Linked DNA regions of Rattus norvegicus: all the other regions are linked to region 3. The links are chromatin contacts, called in public Hi-C and HiChIP or PLAC-seq maps. All regions are on one chromosome and are shown on one strand. Each heading gives the region's core, a stretch centred on a gene start, on an enhancer-like site or on the middle of the called end of the contact. The rest is flanking DNA. Distances are from core to core; before and after follow the strand shown.

Region 1 (3,907 bases), core at 1,269-3,768, 480 kb before region 3:
GAGATCAATAGTAAAAATTATTGGAGAACGGGTTGGTAAGAAGTGGTTCAGTAGGTAAAGGCATGTGCTGCCTAGATCCTCAGATCCTAATAATCTGAGTTTAACCAAATGGTGAAAGGAGAGAACAGGCTCTCACAAGCTGATTCCTCACATAAAGGTAATTGATTTTATATGTGTGGGTATTTTGCCTACGTGTATGCCTGTATATCACTTTCATGCCTTGGTGTCTGCAGAGGCCAGAAGAGAGAGTCAGATGCCCTGGAACTGAGCCACCATGGCATCATATTAAAATAAACATGGGTCTTTGGATATACAATTTGTAACTTTGAAACCTGTGTGTTCTTTGTGAACTTAGACAATAAATGTTTAGATTAAGATCAAATTGTAGGGTGTGAGAGATGGCTCCAACCTGGTTCTCTGGAGGAGTAGGCAGTGCTTGTAACCTCTGAGCCATCTCTTTTAAGAACCAGCATCAGGGACCAGCCCTTTGTACCACCTTCACCCTCATGCCCCACCCCCAGCAAAGGCCTCGGCAAACTAAAGGCCGAGGGAAAACTAATTCGTAAGCAAACTGTACTGTAAGAAAAGAACACTTACTAGGCACTGTTTGTACAGCTCTATTAAGTCAATTCTGGTTTTATACCATTCCCAATACCTCAAGCTTAAAGTATCATATTGAACTGGACACAATATGCTTTAGGTAATCATTTTTTGTGTGTTCTAATTTTAATTAAAGGCAGACTAAACAACAGATGAAACATTAGCTCATTAGATCACATTAATTCAAACCACGCCTGGAACTGAGTTTCTTAAATCATCAGCTCTTTAGTGGTCATGGATGTGAAATATGAATATGGATTAGGAGACTATGAAATGTGCTCTCTTTTCCTTTGTAAAGGCAGTAGTGATAGAATCCAGAGCCTCCTAAATGGCAGGCAAACGCCCATCCTCAATTCCTTAAAGATACTTTATTTTTAAAAATCAGCTCAGTTCATATAGACCAATGGCTTGCTCAGAGATGCCATAAGAAGTGAACGAATCAACATTCCAGATACAAAGATAAAGAGGATACGGTCCTTATCAAACAGTTCGGTATAAAACAATACGGAGACAACTATAAATACTTAGCAAACACTAAAACTGCAGGCGTTTACGAAGTAAGGCAAGCTATTGGAAAGCTGAAACCAACATTAGTGTCTTCAAGACACCTGCACCTACCTATGACTGGTCTCGGCATTTGTGACCGTGAATGAATGTTATGGAAGAGTACAGATTAGAGTCAAGAGGTGGCAGAATGTTCTGCAGTCAAGAGCACTGCTGCTCTTCAGAAGGACTAGTTTTGATTCCTAGTACCCACATAGCTACTTACAACTAGCTATAAATCCAGTCCCAGGGAATCCAAAGCTCTCTTTTGTCTTCTATGGGCCCGGGCATGCACGTGATACACATAAAGACATATAAGCAAAACAGTCATATATGTAAATCTTTTAAAAGTTAAGACGGAATTGAAGTACCCTTTCCAGAGGTCTGAGCTCTCACAAAGCAGGGACAATCTAACACAGGTCTAGCAAGAGGAACAAAACCACACAAATCAGCACTATCGCAGTACAAGTCACAGACATGAAAGGGGGACAAAGCCTTGCATGTAGTATGTGACAGGCTTAGAATGTAAAGTCACTACAAAAGATGACAAAGCAGCTAGCTGTAGATAGGGTTGCATAATTCAGGGTATAAGATGTCACTACACAGACAATGGGAACAGTTAAAGGATGTTAAGGTGCAGTTTGAATATCTTCTTGGTCCAAGAGCGGATAAATCTGAGAAAACTGAAGACTGAAAATTCAATTTCAGAGATCACTGTTTTGGTTGGGGAAAAAAAAAAAGGCTGGATTTAATGTCCAAAGTATAACCAGAGATTTATCCAGATCACTTTCTGCAAACAAAGTTTACTGAACGCTCGCTTATATAAGACTGGGGAATGTGTAGTATCCTTCGCTGAGGTCATCTCACACCTGCAGACGATATTAAACTACCTTTTCTCATCTGCATCTTAAAACCGCAATAATCGCTGCACAAACTTATTTTTAGGTTGTTTTCAACTTTTGGAAACTGAGCCATCAAACTGAATATTTGGGAAACCAATTCTGCAGTCTTCAAGCGTCTGCTTCACCCAGTCCGGCATCTTTTCCCAGAAAAGCCTACCCGGAGTTTTGGAAAACCACGTTAACTCGAACCTAAAGACTGACAGCGTGTAAATAAAGAAGCGTGCGTTTTTATGTTAAGCTCGACTGAGCTTGAATCTCGAGCTTCTGACGAGATGCTCCGTCTCAAGAACCGCTTCCTAATAGAATTATTCTTACTGGGGACAAAACGAGCAGCCGCAGGCCTGGGTAAAACTGTCTTCCACCGGGGGAAGCAGCTGAGATGTACGGTGCGCCGAGCTGTCCGGTGCCAGCCCCTTGGAGAGGCTCACACTTGGCACTGGATTTCATGACCCCGCCGAGGCGGTGGTCCAGAGACTGGTACTCCCGGAGCCGCCGCAGCCCGCGCGGAGGACCGTTCCCCGCCCGGCCGCGCGCCCATTCCGCGTCTCCTCCGGCAAACTCCAGGGACCCGCTGCAGAAGTCGCTTTTGTTAAGGCCTCCAAGCAGAGAAAAGGATGAAAGAACCGTTACCTGGGCACTGCGGAGAAAATGACGCGACCGCAGAAACCTAGCCAAACCGCCAGCAGATACCCGCCACCGCTACCGGACTCGACCCCACCGAACGCCTGACGCACATCTGATGCCGTCACTTCCGCCAGTTGCGCTCTCGACTGGAGCCCGGCTTGTTGTGCTTAAACTGTGAGACACTCGTGAAAGAAAGGGGTTGGGTTGGTGTCCCAGCATTTTCGGGACCAGGCCTCTGACCGCCCTTTCTAGCTGTCAAAGAGAGATGTAGAGTGTGTAGCGGGAACAGTATTGGGGATGTGGCTATGGGGATCAGGCTCAAGCAAGCGTTCTACCACTGAACTGTATACATCCTCGATCTTCCACGTGTTGTTTTTGTTTTTTTGAGAGTTTCTCCTTGTCGCTCTGGCTGTCTTGGGACTCACTCTTGTAGAACAGGCTGGTCTTGAACTCAAGAGATCGCTTGGCAAGCTCACTGGGTCCTCCACTTTGCTCTGTAGAGTTGAATGATAGTAGTAGTTGCCTCTTAGAGATTTGTGAGATGGATAACGTGAATGGCAAGCAGACGCTTCTTATTATGTTCTCAGTAAATGTCAACTTGCGTCCAAAGAGGAACAGCAAAACAAGCGGCTTTGTAGTCACAGACTCATTTCTATTTTAACTCTGCTACTACCAGCTCTCGTCCTTGCTGTCACAAGAAAACGTCAGCTGTTTCTTAGACTGGTTCTTAATGCTTGATTTGATTCCAACATACCTTAATTTTTTCCTTCCATGGTTCACCTAGGCATATACATGTGTTGTTGTGCTTACTCCCCCCCCCCCCGGTGTGTGTGTGTGTGTGTGTGTGTGTGTGTGTGTGTGATAGAGAGAAAGAGAAAGAGAGAGAGAGAGAGAGAGAGAGAGAGAGAGAGAGAGAGAGAGAAGAGAATCTGTGTGTTGTGTATAGCTGTTGAATAGGTTGCCATATGCATAGACTCTAATAAGTACAATAGTATTGTGTATCTATTTTCTCCTAAAGGAAACATTTTCTCTTGGAAGTACAGGAAACCACAGAAGACTGGGGAATTAAGAAAACTTAACAAAGGCCTGACAAGAGACAATTTATGGGAAGCAGATTTATTTTGGCTTAGTGCTTGAGGGGCTACAATCCAGGGGAGAGCATGACACCTGGACTGCATCCACAAATCGGAAGCATAAATTAGATAAATATTAGTTCGCTTCTTTATTTAGTCCGGAAA
Region 2 (3,956 bases), core at 229-2,728, 340 kb before region 3:
GACACACACCAAACTCACTTTTTACCAAGCCGAGGGAGGCCTGAGGGGAGTACCCAGGAGAGTGGGACCGGACCCCAGTGAAGGTTGTGGTGGTTGAAAATCTCCGGGGAGAGGGTGTGTACACTGTGGAAGGGTTCGCTTAGCTTTTGGCTCTGCTGGCTTAGGGAATACACTGCCCGGAGCCGAATTCCCCATTTCCAGTGATCGTGGACAACACGGAGACACTAGGGCTCTGGGACACTGCGGTCTCTGGGGGTGCCCGGCCGGGGTCGCGAGCCCATTGGCACTCTTCAAGGCTCAGTTGCCACCCTCGACCAGAGGTATAAAGCGTGCCTAACCTCCCCCAAACTTCCCAAAACTGCCGCGGCGTTCTCGCCACCCTTTGCCCACCTCTTCAGGGGTCCCTTTCCTACCGGGCACCCCGCCCCCCGCCGCCTCCGGGAGACTCCTCCTTAGAAAGAGCCTGCCAGGGAGGAGGGGCAGCAGCGGGGACGCGGGCCTCTAACCTCTCCCCGGTTCCTCAGTCCCCAGGACTGAACAAACGAGGAGAGCCTTGGCTGCCAGTGTTGGAGACGCCAGAGTCCGGAGGCCGCGTCCTGCGAGCGAGTCTAACGGTGACCGCGAGTGGGAGGCGCAGGCCGCCCAGCGTGCCTAGGGTCTTCGGGCCTGTGGCGGTGGGGCGGTGGGCGACGCGGCCTCAGCTCCAGCTCCGGGAGCAGAGCGGTTCGTCTCCCCGAACGTTTTGCAGGAATGTAAATGAGCGGGTTTTGCGCTGGGGGAGGGAGGCGAAGGGGCGAGGGCGGAGGCAGAGAGGACTAGGGGGCGGGGAGGTGGGGGCGGGGAGGAGGGTTGCACATTTTACAGCTCACTGACCATTTGGCGATCCATTGAGAGGAGGGTTTGGAAAAGTGGCTCCTTTGTGACAGCTCTCGCCAGATTGGGGGGCTGCTCATTTGCATCTCATTAGTTATGCGAGCGGCCGGCGGGATTTAAGGGTGGCAGGCGCCAGCCCCGGCCAGATCCTCCGGCGTGCACCCGCGGTTACCCTGTCTGACCAAGGCAGGTCACGGGAGAGCACCGGTGCGGCACGGAGCCTCCCACGCTTCGGCCTCCGGTCCTGGGTGTGTGTGTTCTCGCATGGCATTGGCTGAATTCTTGAGGAAGACGCGAGGCTTTGCGATAGTGGAAGAGATACCGGTCTAGAACACTCTGGGAGCGGCAGCCGCCGCCGAGTGACGCCCGGCCGGGAAACCAGGGCGCGCGCCGCAGTCCTTGCCACCACCTCCAGCCCGTTCCCACCGTGCCCCTCGGGGCCCCGGATTATCGCCTCACCGGTGGGATTTCCAGACAGCCGCTCTCTAATAGGCCTGCGAAGGAAGCCACTGCAAGCTCTCTTGGGAATTAAGCTGAACATCTGGGCTCTCTTCCCTCTGTGTCTTCTCTCCTTTCTCCTCTTTCCCTCCGCGAAGAAGCTTAAGACAAAACCAGAAAGCAGGCGACCCTCACTTACCCGTGGACTGGAAGCCAGAAGAAGAGGAAACCGAAAGTTGTCCTTTCTCAGTGCCTCGCAGAGCTCTTGTCAGGGACATAGCTGTAGCACCGCACCCTCCTGAAGCGACCTGGCCCGATATCACACCTGGAGCCGAGAGGCGCCTTTCCACCAGTGCTCCTCGGGTCACATAGACTTTCCGGGCATCCCTGGGTCTTTGAAGAAGAAAGAAAAGAGGATACTCTAGGAGAGCAAGGGCGTCCAGCGGTACCATGGGCCGTCGGAGCGCGCTAGCCCTTGCCGTGGTCTCAGCCCTGCTGTGCCAGGTAGGGGGCCGGGCGGGGCTGCTGCGCGGTGGAGGGAGGGGAGTCGGACAAGCGGATCAGCTGTCCATCCCCAAGTGACTCCCGCAGCGATGACCCCGAGAGCTGCCCGGCAGCGGGCGGCTCCGGATGGGCGCTGAGGTGCGCTCGGCCTCTGCGTCCTAGCAAGGGCCCGCGCGCCCCGGGTCCCTCCGCCGCCGGCGCGTCCTCACGCCCCTTCCCCGCGCAGGTCTGGAGCTCTGGCGTATTTGAGCTGAAGCTGCAGGAGTTCGTCAACAAGAAGGGGCTGCTGGGGAACCGCAACTGCTGCCGCGGGGGCTCTGGCCCGCCGTGCGCCTGCAGGACCTTCTTTCGCGTATGCCTCAAGCATTACCAGGCCAGCGTGTCCCCGGAGCCACCCTGCACCTACGGCAGTGCGGTCACGCCAGTGCTGGGTGTCGACTCCTTCAGCCTGCCTGATGGCGCAGGCATCGACCCCGCCTTCAGCAACCCCATCCGATTCCCCTTCGGATTCACCTGGCCAGTGAGTGGGCACCTGCGCGCACTCCGCTGGGCCTGGCCGGGTAGGGGTGGCGGGCTGGTGGCTGGCAGTGGGAGGGAGGCACGGGCCACTGATAAGGGTTGGGAAATCCCACAAAGCCACGCCTGGGGTCTTGACTTCTTTCTGGGAACTGGCCGGCAGTTGAGGAGGGGATGTGGGACACCAGAAGCTTTTGCAAGCCCGGGGCATTTCTCACAAACCTCAAGGGTCGAATGCTTCCCCCACCCCCCCCAAAGTTGGGAGAGTTCTTGTTCCCTAGCTCCTAGGCCTGGGTTGGGTCGCTCCCAGTGCTGCGACTGCTCGCTACCCTCGAGGTTCTATCCCCAGAAAACTAATGACAGCTGCCCTCTTCTAGCACCCCACCTTGTTGGTTTCAGTACTCTCTCTTAAAAAAAAAAAAAAACACCACAATATCCTGTATTAACATTTTTTAAAAAACCCACACTCATGGGAAAAACACTCTTTAAAATTTTCCTATTAAGGAAACTGATATGAGTTGACCTTCATTGGCACAATCCAGAGATCTGAGAGCCTCTGTACTTGGTTCCCTTTAATGCCTCTCCTCCAACTCCTCCTCCTCCCCCTCCTAGTCCTCCAACTCCTCCTCCTCCCTCCCCCCCTCCATACTTCTGGTTTATCAAGCATCCTCTCCCTTTTTCCTAGGGTACCTTCTCTCTGATCATTGAAGCCCTCCACACAGATTCTCCTGACGACCTCGCAACAGGTAAGGCTCCAAACCCCTCCCTCAACTATACATTCTCTTCATCGATGCACAGTTTACTTGACCCACTCACCCCAGTCCTCTGCTATCTTCGCTCTGCATCTGGAGTTCAGAGAAGGGTTCTTGGCTTGACAGCATCCATGCAGTGTCCTCAGTTCCTAGCTTTTGGGTGTTATCAGAACCAACCTGAGCTTCTTCTCTCCCAGAAAACCCAGAAAGACTCATCAGCCGCCTGACCACACAGAGGCACCTCACTGTGGGAGAAGAGTGGTCTCAGGACCTTCACAGTAGCGGCCGCACAGACCTCCGCTACTCTTACCGGTTTGTGTGTGATGAACACTACTATGGAGAAGGCTGCTCCGTGTTCTGCCGACCGCGGGATGATGCCTTTGGCCACTTCACCTGCGGGGAGAGAGGGGAGAAGATGTGCGACCCTGGCTGGAAAGGCCAGTACTGCACTGACCGTGAGTCCTCTGGGTCCATTTATGGGGAAAGACATGGGACTTAGCAACAGGAGATGGTAGAGATAGACCAGTGGGGAAACTGAGGCCTAAAGAGAAGTGTTTTTGCAAGGCTCGATGGCAGTTAGGCTGGATTCAGGCATTTTAACAAGGGAGACGTTGTGTCCACTGTAGGAAGCTGCTTTTCTTCACGGGGAGGAGTTCAGAGACAAGGCCAGGGGTCAGGAAGTAAGGCTGTGTTCTCCCTAGGGCCTTTGTATTAGAAAGGGAAGAGAGGAAGGGAGGGGCAGAAAGGGGATGTGGAGGGCTCATTTTCCAACAGTTCTCCTTGTTGCAACAATGTCTCATTGGGAAGCCCTCCCTTTCCTCCACAGAGTTAGGGTGCCTGACCTGCCTACAGAAATCTATTTCCAAAGATTCC
Region 3 (3,603 bases), core at 773-3,272:
TGAGCATAGTAAAAAAAAAATGCTTTTTATACATGGAAAAATAACTTAGGATCCCCACTACACCCAAAGCTGCATTGGATAACCAGGCATCATCCACTCAAGATAACAGACACAGTCCTAGAACCCCACGGCGGGCGACCTCTGGACAGTATATAAACAGAGACTAAGAGCAATGCTCTGCTCTGCACATCTGGAGAGACAACACTATGATCTGCCCTTCAGCTGGAGAGTCTCCCCAGGATCCTGACCCTCAAGACAGTCTGACCTGACCTTCAGCCAAGATGTGTCACATAGTTAGGGAGATAGGCTTAGGGCTGTAGTTAGGAATAAGAGTATGAACATTATGTGATGAACCTCAACATAATAAAATACAACTTTTGTGATAGTAACTACGTGTATCTACCTGCTTCCTTGTGACAGTAGGTCAAAGATGGAAAAAGACACCCTTAACTTGGCAAGTAATGAGGATTTCCAATTTGCAAAGTCTTTCATTTCTAAAGAGATGCAAATGTCAAACCTCTGGAGAAGTTGTCCACTGGTACCATGGTGAATACTGAGTTTCAAACTGTGCTCTGCTCAGAGATGAGATGTGTAGATGGATGGCCTCACACACAGGACCCAAGCGCTGCACACTTTGCCTGTAGTCCAGACTGTGCCCTTATAGGAGGAGAAAATGTTTTAGCTCTATGTCCAGGGATGAAAATCATCTAAGTCAGAGAAACCTTTAATACAGAATGTCCACAAAATCAAGCAGTTTATAACTGGGCATATGGTAAATAGACATACAGTTCATTAGACATGAACTGTAAAAGGTTTTACAGAACGTGTAGCTGTTGGTTTAGTTGCTCTTGACCAACTACAAAAATCTGGAATTTGAGAAATAACTCATATTGTCAATTAAGTGCTGTTCTGTGTAACATGATTAGAGGTGCTACTCCATTCTATCTTGTCTTTTATCCAGAGAATCCATGCTGTATATATAGCTAGTGACTAGTGGATCTAAGTCCTATACTAGTATCTCTTAGACGCTGCCTCCTTGACCCTTCTGGTTACATTATCCCTTTAACTAAGCATCTTTTGACTTTTGTATATTTCTCCTCTGATTCACAACTACACTATAACACTCTTCAAGAAGAACAAATTAGGGTTTTACTGGACAACACATTTTTCATGGGACAGTACTAACTGAAGCTAGATGTACAAAGAGAATACAAACCTAATTCTGCATAGCTCACACGGTCTGTAATTGCTTTCCAGCGTACTTCACCATTTTGGGTTACAATGCTATTGATATCACAAATTTCAGTGAGTTCAAACCCAAGGTTACAAATCAAGTCATGCACTAAAGGAGAAAGGCATGTGGTAATGGAATCCCCTGTTAAAATCTGAAATATAAAACATAAAAGGCACTGTTACATTCAAGTGGAAAGAAAATCGGATTAAGAACAGACTTAATTAAGGTATGCAGCTGTTAATATACTTTCCGGACATAATAGCTCTATGTGTAGAACAGTGCTTAGACACTAAGGGTATGTATCTGTTTTAAATGTTCCTTGTGAAATTGTTATCGTTTCGTTAATCACACTTGCTGACTCTAGAGTTCGCGATGCTCGGTAGATTTTCTGAACAATGTGTCACTCCTTTCGGCATTCCTTCATTTTTACCGCAGTCATCAAAATCAGAGATACTTTACACGGAATATAAGAAGAGAAAACCTAGCATCCCTGACGTTGGTATGAAACACAACTTCCGACCCAAAAGCACCGAGTTAAGGGTGTAGAGAGATGGCTGCCAGGCCTGAGGCGATTTACCTTTTTCGTTTTTCAACAAACCCTCCCTCCTCTCATTAAGCACAGTGTTCTGTAAATTGACTTCCCCTGTAGCTTGTAAGCCCACCCGCACTCTCGCGTGACAGCATCCCCCTGCAAAGCCTGCGAGGAGGGGTTACTGGAACAACTCACTAGGTGAGTGATAGGACCCAGCGCCCCGCCCTACCTCCATCGCTTCCGCTCAGGTCGGGGCGCTTTCTGATGACTCGCGCGTCCCTCCTCCCCGGTTTCCGGGATGCGGCGCTCTCTGATGACTCGCTCCTCTTCGCTCTTCTCCAACTTCCGGGATGCGGCGCTCACTGATGACACTGCGCCTCTCCCCGCCGGTTTCCGGGACGCGACGGCGCCAGCGCGAGACTAGTGCTCAGCGGCAGCTCGGCGGGGCGTTGGACGGCTACCCGGAGGAGAGAGGCTAGGCGTCCGGGTGAAACGATCAAGATGGAGCGGCGAGGCCGAACGGCGAAGACGCCCTCCACCCAAACGCATCAATCCCCGGTGTCGTCTAAGAGAGAAAGGAGGCCTAGCATGTTCGAGAAGGAGTCAGTGAGTGAAGACCGGAGGCCAAAGACAGCCTTTCCACCCTTTAGATGAAGCTCGTTCCCTGTCAGCACCCGGAACCCAGGACGGCTGGCCGCCCTTCTGTTTTTCTGACCATCGCGAAACCGAGTTTAGGCGGAACAAAGTCGTTTAGATGTTGAAGCCTCAGGAATTTTTGTTGTTAAATCCAAAGAACCACACGTTAACCAGTAGAACGTTTTTACACAGGCATCCTCAATACTTTGAAGCATTGCAAATGTCCAGAATTATCCAGTAGTTGTATTACACCTTATAAATGCAATTTTAGTAGGTACATAATTTACCAACCTCTAGTGAGTTTATACCATACATATGTGTGTACACACATGCACTCACACCCCTAACTGATGTGCTGATCAGTGAAGTGTTTTTAGTTTTAAAGAATATATTAGTTTGTTATTGGAAGAGTATATAAGAGGAAAAAAATTAAGATATTTAGTCATTTTTCTGATATCAGTGAAAAAGGTCATTCCAGTAGAACATTGGCATTTCTGTGTGATTGTCCTTTCAAAGCCATTAGTGCAATCAGGGCTCCATCTTCTATTGAGGCAATGAAGGAAAACATTTTGCACAAGGATGCAAAACTAATAGTGCTGAGCTTAGGCCCTGTGTCGGAGGACACCTGGTGGTTTCTTTTCATACATACTTCATCTGGCTCATGGGTGATTAGTAGGATGAAGCTAGATAGAGCAGAAAACACGAATTTTTGGAGCCGAACTATTTCAAGATGGCCCCGGAGTGATGGCAACACTTCAGGTTTTAATGTCTTTTTAGTGTTAGTGTTTTACAGAGGAAAGAACAAATAGAAAAGTAAGCATGTTGGGTTAGCACACCTAGGAAAAAGCAGAACAATGAGCTGTGTCTAGTTGCCAAAAATTATATTAATGTTTGGGTTATGAACATTAAAGATTTCTATACTTTGAGACAGACAAGAGTGATTCTATGAATCTGCTGCCTATTTTGAAAGTTGAATGAGCCAAGATTCAACCTGAAAATACACATTTAGTAAAATCTAGAAGCAAGGGTACATGGAGCAAGGCATCTTAGTTGATTGATCTATAATCTGTATATCTGTATTTCTTAAAATCTAGCCTTCTGAAGGTAAAAGCTTCCAACAGGAAGAAAAACTTAAAACAGAATCTCACATGTTTACTAACTGTAACACCAAAAGTTATTTTCAACTTTCAAGTGGCCAGTG

Evidence for each region. A called contact is a pair of places that touch in the nucleus more often than the background predicts. HiChIP or PLAC-seq counts read pairs in DNA pulled down with a chosen protein or histone mark.
Region 1: a Hi-C map of liver shows a contact between it and region 3, with 5 times the contacts expected there. The contact joins the promoter of Tbp here to the promoter of Ermard in region 3. A contact is called at or near these places in 6 of 12 Hi-C or Micro-C datasets (frontal cortex, kidney, liver and 2 more) and 1 of 1 datasets of contacts at active chromatin or transcription factors (oligodendrocytes).
Region 2: an H3K27ac HiChIP or PLAC-seq map of oligodendrocytes shows a contact between it and region 3, with 10 times the contacts expected there. The contact joins the promoter of Dll1 here to the promoter of Ermard in region 3. A contact is called at or near these places in 1 of 12 Hi-C or Micro-C datasets (liver) and 1 of 1 datasets of contacts at active chromatin or transcription factors (oligodendrocytes).

Annotation. Positions count from the first base shown.
Region 1 is chr1:65,135,319-65,139,225 of GRCr8, reverse strand. It overlaps Tbp (TATA box binding protein), which reads right to left and starts at 2,518. Exons shown (of 8, transcript NM_001004198.1): 1 at 2,361-2,518. It also overlaps a transcript of Psmb1 not described here.
Region 2 is chr1:64,990,796-64,994,751 of GRCr8, reverse strand. Dll1 (delta like canonical Notch ligand 1) reads left to right here and starts at 1,478. Exons shown (of 11, transcript NM_032063.3): 1 at 1,478-1,815; 2 at 2,042-2,335; 3 at 3,017-3,077; 4 at 3,281-3,538. The coding sequence starts at 1,762. It also overlaps a transcript of Fam120b not described here.
Region 3 is chr1:64,654,948-64,658,550 of GRCr8, reverse strand. Ermard (ER membrane-associated RNA degradation) reads right to left here and starts at 2,022. Exons shown (of 18, transcript NM_001419620.1): 1 at 1,996-2,022; 2 at 1,217-1,385; 3 at 518-657. The coding sequence starts at 2,001. It overlaps Dynlt2 (dynein light chain Tctex-type 2), which reads left to right and starts at 2,183. Exons shown (of 4, transcript NM_001412559.1): 1 at 2,183-2,372. The coding sequence starts at 2,268.